2 separate regions of the Gossypium hirsutum genome follow, and region 1 is linked to region 2. A link is a contact called in public Hi-C data. All regions are on one chromosome and are shown on one strand. The core of a region is the stretch at or near the end of the contact, and the rest is flanking DNA. Distances in the headings are between cores, read along the strand shown. Region 1 holds the start of LOC107913247 (protein TRANSPORT INHIBITOR RESPONSE 1). Region 2 holds the start of LOC121220271 (classical arabinogalactan protein 26).

What was found. Hi-C and Micro-C count contacts between places; a contact is called where the count stands out from the background.
Region 1: a contact with region 2 is called in a Hi-C map of leaf, with 2.1 times the contacts expected there. The contact joins the promoter of LOC107913247 here to the promoter of LOC121220271 in region 2. A contact is called at or near these places in 4 of 34 Hi-C or Micro-C datasets (all in leaf).

What each region holds. Positions count from the first base shown.
Region 1 is chrD08:11,609,525-11,613,694 of Gossypium_hirsutum_v2.1, reverse strand. LOC107913247 (protein TRANSPORT INHIBITOR RESPONSE 1) reads right to left here and starts at 2,151. Exons shown (of 3, transcript XM_016841773.2): 1 at 1,395-2,151; 2 at 52-547. The coding sequence starts at 1,861.
Region 2 is chrD08:11,437,458-11,441,439 of Gossypium_hirsutum_v2.1, reverse strand. It overlaps LOC121220271 (classical arabinogalactan protein 26), which reads right to left and starts at 1,654. Exons shown (of 1, transcript XM_041099851.1): 1 at 1,077-1,654. The coding sequence starts at 1,654. The coding sequence ends at 1,217. LOC121202909 (protein NETWORKED 3A) reads left to right here. Exons shown (of 3, transcript XM_041099850.1): 3 at 80-960. The coding sequence ends at 816.

The sequences.
Region 1 (4,170 bases), core at 902-3,401, 170 kb before region 2:
ACGAAAAACCAGATGCAAATAAATAAACCAGCAATACCATAATAAGCTTACCAATAGGCGCTGCAAATTCGGACAGTGGCTTACAAGCTTGATAAGATCAGGACTTTGTATAGTAGCATAGCTCAGGTTCAGTGATGTTAATTTTGAGCAGACAGGGTAAATGGCAGGAAGGTAATCCGGGACCACATCCCAAAATCCAGACAAGCTCTTTAGTTCCTTGCAACTAGAAAACACTCCGGCCAAATCTGAGTAGACATCTGGCCGTACATCAGCCGTGTAGGTGCCAGTACCGAATTCAACCAGCTGCGGTGCATGACGTAAAATGTTGGCAATCTTATCCAGGGGCACTGCACGGTTGAGCCGGAGAGTCTTGAGGTTAGTACATCTACCCACCAGGCGTTCCAACGCTGAAAAACTAACTTCATCAGACCCTAAGCAAGAAATGTTAAGGGACACCAGTGATGTGTATGTTTCGGGAAAATGACTGAGCCAATGCGCACTCAAATCATCCACTTCACAGTCTCGCAAGTCCAGCTCTTTCAGATTCCTACATCAGAAAGCAGATTGATTTAGAGAAAATAAAAATGAAAGCTCAAATCAATTGCTACCAGAGTTGAATCCAAGAACACCAATGTTGAACAAAATTACAAGTTCATCACTGTCATTATCATTGAAAACGACTTGATTACAAGGCTAAAGTTACTTTTTTTATATATACAATTGAACTTGCATCAAAAGAAAATTAAAGTAACATAAATCTTCACAGCTCTCTAATAAACCAAAAACAACCAAATAATTGTAGGATGATAAGAAAAAAAAATAAACCATCAGAATCTTCGGTAATAGCTATGGAAAAATTATTCCCTCAATCCCCAACTCAGCAAAAAGTTTACCCAAAGAAAAATATTATTGGTTTATATAAACAACAAATCACGAGAAAAGGAATATAATTAAAGAGCATAAACAAGTCCCATTTCACATGAAGAAACCATCCAAAATAGTGAAAACAATACTCAAAAACGAATCTGCTGATATCAAACAAAACAAGGTATCGAAGAGGTAAAAAAGAACATGTGATTTTCATTAGATATTCTTAAAAAGAACCCCCATTTGACCTCAGATCTGAGAAAAGCAAGAGCTGAAATAACTAAGACAACTAGAACACGAGAGCAAACTCCTAAAAGTTCTTCACATCTTTGTTTTAAAAAAAAATAGTTCATGGGAATGAATAAACACTAATCAAGAAAAATGTAGCTAAAACCAAAAACAAATTGGGGAAAAGCTCTACTTTAACTCCCACAAAGATGAAAACTTCAACTCCTTTTCTCAGCTCAAAATGAAAACAAAAAAAAATCCCGAAAAAGGAGAAATGAAAAAAGTTTCATCAAACTCACTTGCAGCTAGCAGCAATGACAGCGAGACCATCAGTTGAAAACCCTTCACAAGAAGAAAGCACCAACACTTTGAAGTTCTTAAACGACTTAGCAATAAGCTCCAAGCTTTCGTCGGTAACGACCATCCTTTTAAGTCGAATCTCTTCGAGCCAAGGATAAGCTCCAGCCATCTCCTCGATCCAGGGAGACACGTAACCTCCCCATCCGTCCGGCACCAGATTGAAATCCGCAAAGTGCGGTTTCCCTTTCAACTCAATGGATCTAAACTCGGGGAACCGTCTGATCACCATCCTCGGGCTCACAGCGTAACAGTTCCCCACAAACACTTTCCTCCGACACCAACGCTCGATCTCGTACCACGATTTACACACCATCGACACCGCGTTCCGGTCTTTATCTGATTGTATGAATGAGAACACATGCTCCAGCACCTCGTCTGGGAACGAAAACGCCATTTTCTTATGCATTAATTAAAACTCGAAAAGAAGGAAAAAAGAAAACACACACACGAAAAAAAGAAAAGAATGAAGGCTTTTGATATGAAAGGATGATTTTTTTTTATCTCGATTTTGGTATTGGGTTTGGGTAGGATTTGAGTTTACTTAAGGCTTAGAGTTTGTTTTTTGAGATCTGAAACGCCATTAACGAAGCTTATAGGGGGAGCAGAGGCTGGGAGGGAGCTATGGAGAGAGAGAAAGAAAGTGAAGTCAAAGACAGACACAATGGACGAGAGAGGATAAGGATTTTTATTTTTGTTTTCGTAAGATGGTTAGATTTTAACCATGGTTAAATTAGTCATGGAAAATAAAGGACAAGCGAGAGAATTTCAATTTTTTTTTTTTTGTGTGGGGGCTGTTTAGATACTGATGGGCGATTAGGAAAGTAACACGTAATGATGGAGAGATGCGGGCCGTAGGATAGACGATGAGAGCCAGAGGTTCTTATCCGTCGACGACTAAGGGGAGCCGCATAAAACGGGTATATGGAAGAAATGTGGGGCAGTGGCACAGCAATAGCAACGAGTTGGATATTTATAATTTTTTTCATAAAATTTATAAATTTCATTTCATTTATCATTTGTATTACCTTTTGATTATACCTAAATTTAAAAAGTATATTTTTTTATTAAGTAGATTTTCCATTTGTATTACATTTAAGTAGAAAATAAATTTGAACAAGAATAATGCGAATTTAAGTAACATATACAAGTTCAAATTTGTTATGAATAACAAATTTTAATTATTATTATCTATATTACCTAAATTCGTATAAAAACAAATAGGATGTCCACGTATAACCATCCTACATTAAGCACATGTTTAGCGAGATTTTGAATAAATATCGGAAGGAAAAAGGGAACGAGATATTGGAGGGGCTGATAAAGTGTGATGATGTGTAGGGAGAGAATGGTGGTGCAAGGAATCTCATGATTCACGTAGCACGGCTGGATCTGGGGGATCGGATATTGCGGGGACCACAAGAAAGGGGTTAAAAAATAAATAATGAGGAATGATCTAATGTGAAATCTTGTTGTCATGACATCACGGCCGTCCAATCATATACAATTGTTTGCATTCAAAATCATGCTATCATTGGCCCCCGCGTACAACCCGCCCTATTCATCTCCAACGGCCTTGATTTATTTCATCATTATTGATCACGTATAAGTAAAAAATATTTTCTTTTTCATAATTTAGATTTCACATGTCAATAAAAGGGATGAGTCAAGGAAAAACGAATGAAGTACGAACGGGCGCACCATGCACCTTGATCAAGACCGTCTGATCAGGTTTACCTTTTCACAGTGTACGGTCGAAATACACAGAACCCGGAAAAATAAAGCTTTCCAAGTAGTAATTAATAAATATTAATTTTTACTGCAAAGGGTAAAAAATAAAAAGAAAAGGTTAAAGAGTCCCCACAATTACAACCGGCTGCACGTACATGTTTTCAGAGAAAATAATTGACTCTTTAACTGGTTTTGTAAAATAACGAAAATACTCCTCATCTTACCAAACTATTCGCCCTCCTATTTCAATTGAACAAAAGGGTAGTTTTGTCAGTTGGCGAAAAGGACATGGTATTATGGGGTTGCACTGTCTTGGCATGGAGTCCATTGAGCTGTCCCTTTTATGTAGAAAAAGTTGAGAAGTTAAAACTCAACGGCCCAGATCTAAAGTTGCTAAAAAAAAGAGATTTGAACCGTCGGATGGCTTCTTCAGATAAGCGTCCTTATCGATAGCAACTGTAAAAGCTTGTCTCTACCTATAGTATATACAATACATACATTATATACAAAAAAAATATATTTTTAAAATGAAATTCATTTATTTTCTTAAAACTAATTCCTAAATAATTTGCCCTGAAATTTAGATGATAATTTGTTTAATACAAATAGGAAATGCTCGGGACGGTCGCATGCACAGTCCATTTCATCCCTCGTCATTTTACAGGGCCACGTCATCTTATTCGTTTTAGAAGTTATCTTTTTTTTCTCTGTCAATTAGGGAAGTTGTCTTCACTAAGTTTTATATTGTAAATTAATTAGAATTTTCATTTTGCCAAAAAAATCCAACTGAATAGTTTTATTTAATAGCTAAATCGAAATCAAATCAAATTTAACGAAATTGAATCACTACCAGCAACTTTTCAGGTAGTATTGTAATTATCATTGGAATCCACATTTGACTTATATAATATATAAAGTATTAAATTAATCAATATTTGAATTCATTTTTATAATTTTTCTGAAAGAGTTATTACAAGAGTACTTATA
Region 2 (3,982 bases), core at 405-2,904:
CCTGGAATTATTTTCTTTTACCATTATTTGTTTGTTCTGTTTAATTGCTGAAGTTTGAATGGTTTTCTTTTAATGATAGAGCTGGACTCCAAGACCAAGGCAATGCTAAAATTGATTGAGGAAGATGCAGATTCCTTTGCAAAACGTGCAGAAATGTATTACAAGAAACGTCCCGAGTTGATTAGCTTGGTTGAAGATTTCTACCGATCCCATCGTTTACTCGCTGAGCGGTATGATCAAATTAAGTTGGACCCTGGAAATCGCCTTGTAACAACATTGGGATCCCCATTTTCTTCCATGAAGTACTGCCATTCAGAGAAGACGATCAACTTGATGGATAAACTCTATGATAGCAGCTCCGAGACCTTTGAATCTGAAGACTATGCTGAATCAGAAGTTGATGACCCTGAACATGATGAAACTGGGGAGGAAGTTAAGGATCCCAAGCAGGAAGACAAATACGAAGCAGGTTTAGTAACTAAAGAAGGCCATGTTGTGAAGGAAGATGAATCGTCAAAGGTGTTCGGCGATGAATTGATGAAGTTAAGGGAAGAAATAGAGAAACTGAAAGAAGAGAACAAGGTTCAGAATGCTCAATTAATTCAGAAAGATGAAGAGAAGAAAGAGGTGATTAGACAACTCAGTTATGCTGTCCAAGCGCTCAAGGATGAGAACATGGAGCTGAAGAAGAATATGGTTAAAAGACCATCCCCCAGTAAATGGAGTCCCTTTGAATTCAACAAAATAAAGGGAGGACTATTTGGGATGTTGTTGAATGGATCCCCATTGTCTCGTTCTACTATCATTGCCCTGTAGTTTTAGTTAGGTTGCATTAAGGTAAGTAGCATATACATATACATATAGGAAAAGAGAGCAGTTCAAATTAGGAACTTGGAAGAATTGTTATACATGTGTTACCTTCTGAGAAATTTTATCAGTGTTTGCTATTCTTTCGTTCAATTGTTTCATTTGTGTACTTGTTTTCCCTTGTTGCTATTTCTTTTTTTTGTTTTTCCTTATTGTAACAGAAGTTGAACTTAATGTAGTCTTTGTGCTAATAGTATAAGCACTCTTTTGTACCAAATCAGAGTTCATACTAATAATTTGTATTAAATATAATAGTCAACAATCATGATTAACAATATCAAAAATAAATATATAGAAAACATAAAAAGAAAAGAGTTAAGCTACAAGGAACAATGCCATCAGCAGAAATTCACACACCAGAAAGCTTCTGCAATATACTAAATACTAGCAAACCAAGAAACAATGTTGGTTTTAAAGCTCGAGCTGAAGTCGGATAAACCGAAGTGGATGACGGCAAAGGGCTGTTAGACGGTGAAAATGCGAAACCAGGAGCAGGGGCCACGATGTTATCCGGATTCGGGGGACTGGGGCTTGAAGGAATTGTGGGCATCGACGAATGAGTAGGAGAAGGTGCCACACCATTCGGAGTAGGGAACAAAGGCTCAATGTCAGGGGGTAAACTTGGAGAAGAAGCAAGAGGTGCACTTGGAAGGAATGCCGGTGCAGCTGATATAGTTGAGTATTGTACATGTAAATATTGCTGAGATGATGAAGATAAGGGTAGTGAAGAAAAATAAGCCATTAAAAACATGAACAAGTTTCCCCATGGTGACCAAAGGGAAGCCATTGAAAATGAAGATAAATCGGTATGAGTGGTCCAAGTAAGGCAAATTTGAATGCATGAATATATGAGAAGAATGGAGTTGCAGGTGTTTTTATGTGCAGATGAGGGAAGAAGTGTGGTGGTGAAAAAGAGAGTGGGTGCTGTAAGTCAAAAGATGGTTGATAACTTTAATGGTAAAATACAGCTCCATGGGTTGGCTACTAGACAATGTGGATAAGTTATTTTCTTCAAGGTCTACATCATGATATAGGGTTTCTTTTATCCTTTTCCTTTGATTTTTTTTCCTATGTTTCACCCGTGATCTTTTTTGAAATAGATAGCTAAAATTATAAGACAATGTTGAGTCTTATTTAAGTATGTGTGGAATCATGAATATGACAATGGAATCGAAAATTCTTATATTATTTGGTTGGTAAAATCTTGCTATTAGTCCTTTTAATTTACGAATTTTGTGAATTTTGTTCATTTTTAGTCCTTACCAAATAATAATTGTTAAATTCATTAAGTTATGTTATGTTATTTTCAAAATTTAATGCGTTAAACATATTATCATATGTGTAATGCCATGTCAAATGATTATTTTCAGATATTACTCACTAAAAATCCAGTTAAATGATTAATGGCTATTATTTACATTAAGATTGAAATTTCAATATTTGAAAAGTATAGTCTTAAAATGATCCAATTGGAGAATATGGACTAAATCTAGAATTGTGCACTTAATACAGAACTATTAATTGAATTGTTTGGGTCAAGACTAAAGTTTTGAAATTTGAAAAGTACAGAGACTAAAATTGGCCATTTCAAAAAGTACAAGAACTAAAACTGATCAAATTAAAATATAAAGATTAAATCCATAATTTTCACTAAATATAAGTATTAACAACCGAGTTTAACCTAATTGGTTTAAGTAACTAAAAATGCTATTATTTTTTGTTTCCTAAAGTTTATTTTGTGCTTAATAACTTGGAGGAACATATCAATGGGAGTAACTGGTTTCTATTTGGTTAAATTTGATGCTTAAATGGTTATAATTTTATGAACTAAGTATAACAACAAAAATTGATTGGTTGGGTGAGAATTAAACTATGCAAGGCCATGATTAGAATAATTGTTATATGATTTGTATGAAGGGGCTATTGTCTTGGAAAGAGAGAAAATCTTGAATTTATATTTTTTAAATTTTCAGTCCACTTTTTCTACAATAACATTTCATTATAACAATTAAGTTTTTAGTAGAATTGATTTTTTATGTTTTATTTTAATTTTTATAACAACTTTTTACTTGTAACAAAAATAATTGTAACACTCTTTACCTGACTCGATCGTCAGGTCCAGATAACAAGATATCACATTCGTTGCCAGAGCAATTACAATCAATTATATATTAAAATGATCATTCAAACATAAAAACATGCCATAAACACATTTACAATATGATACATAATCAAATTCGAGCCTTAATCGAGTTTACGAAAGCTCATTTGTTGACTCGAGCATGAAATATGACTAAATTGTAAAGTTTCAAAACTTCAAATCGATGTCGGGATGTGAGGGAGTTCCTCGTCGTGACGTGACATATTGACTTGGCCTCATTGTGACAATGGGGTTCCTCGTCATGTTGTGGCTTGAAGTCCTAAGCTCGTTGCGACGATCATCTCCTGAAGTCGCGATGTAAACTCTATTTTTGGTATATTTTAGGCTATTTGGTACTTATTTCGAGCTTTCACTCAATCATACTTATTTTGTGCACAAGGCATATGATGTGTCACAAAACTAACTAAAAATACAACAAAGGCAAGTGCACCTATCAATAAATACTATAGCTACGATGAGTAAAGATATCGTATCCATGATGACTAAAAGTACTAGAAATTACCGTTTTCCTATTATTTAACCAACAAATTAGAGTGATTGATTTAAATTAAAATTACTAAATTAATTTAACTAAAGAACTCAACAGAGAATAAATCATAAAAATAATTGAATAATAACCAATAAATGAAACGATACCCAGAAAATAATCCACCTAGACTTCATTTATCATTATGAATTTGAATTAAACGATTTATTCACTTGGTATCTTGATCCATAGAAATCCCTAAATTATGCTAATATCTCTTTCAAGACTAAGAGCAACTGACTCTAGGTTGAATAATTGAAATTTTTTTCTAATTAAAACCCCTATTGTCGCATTAACTCGATCTATAGATTCCCCTATTAGATTTGACTCTAATCCGGCAGATTTATGTCATACTTTTCTAGGATTGCATGCAACTCCACTTAATTATGCTAGATCTACTCTTAAATAGAGACTTTTCCTCCTCTGAT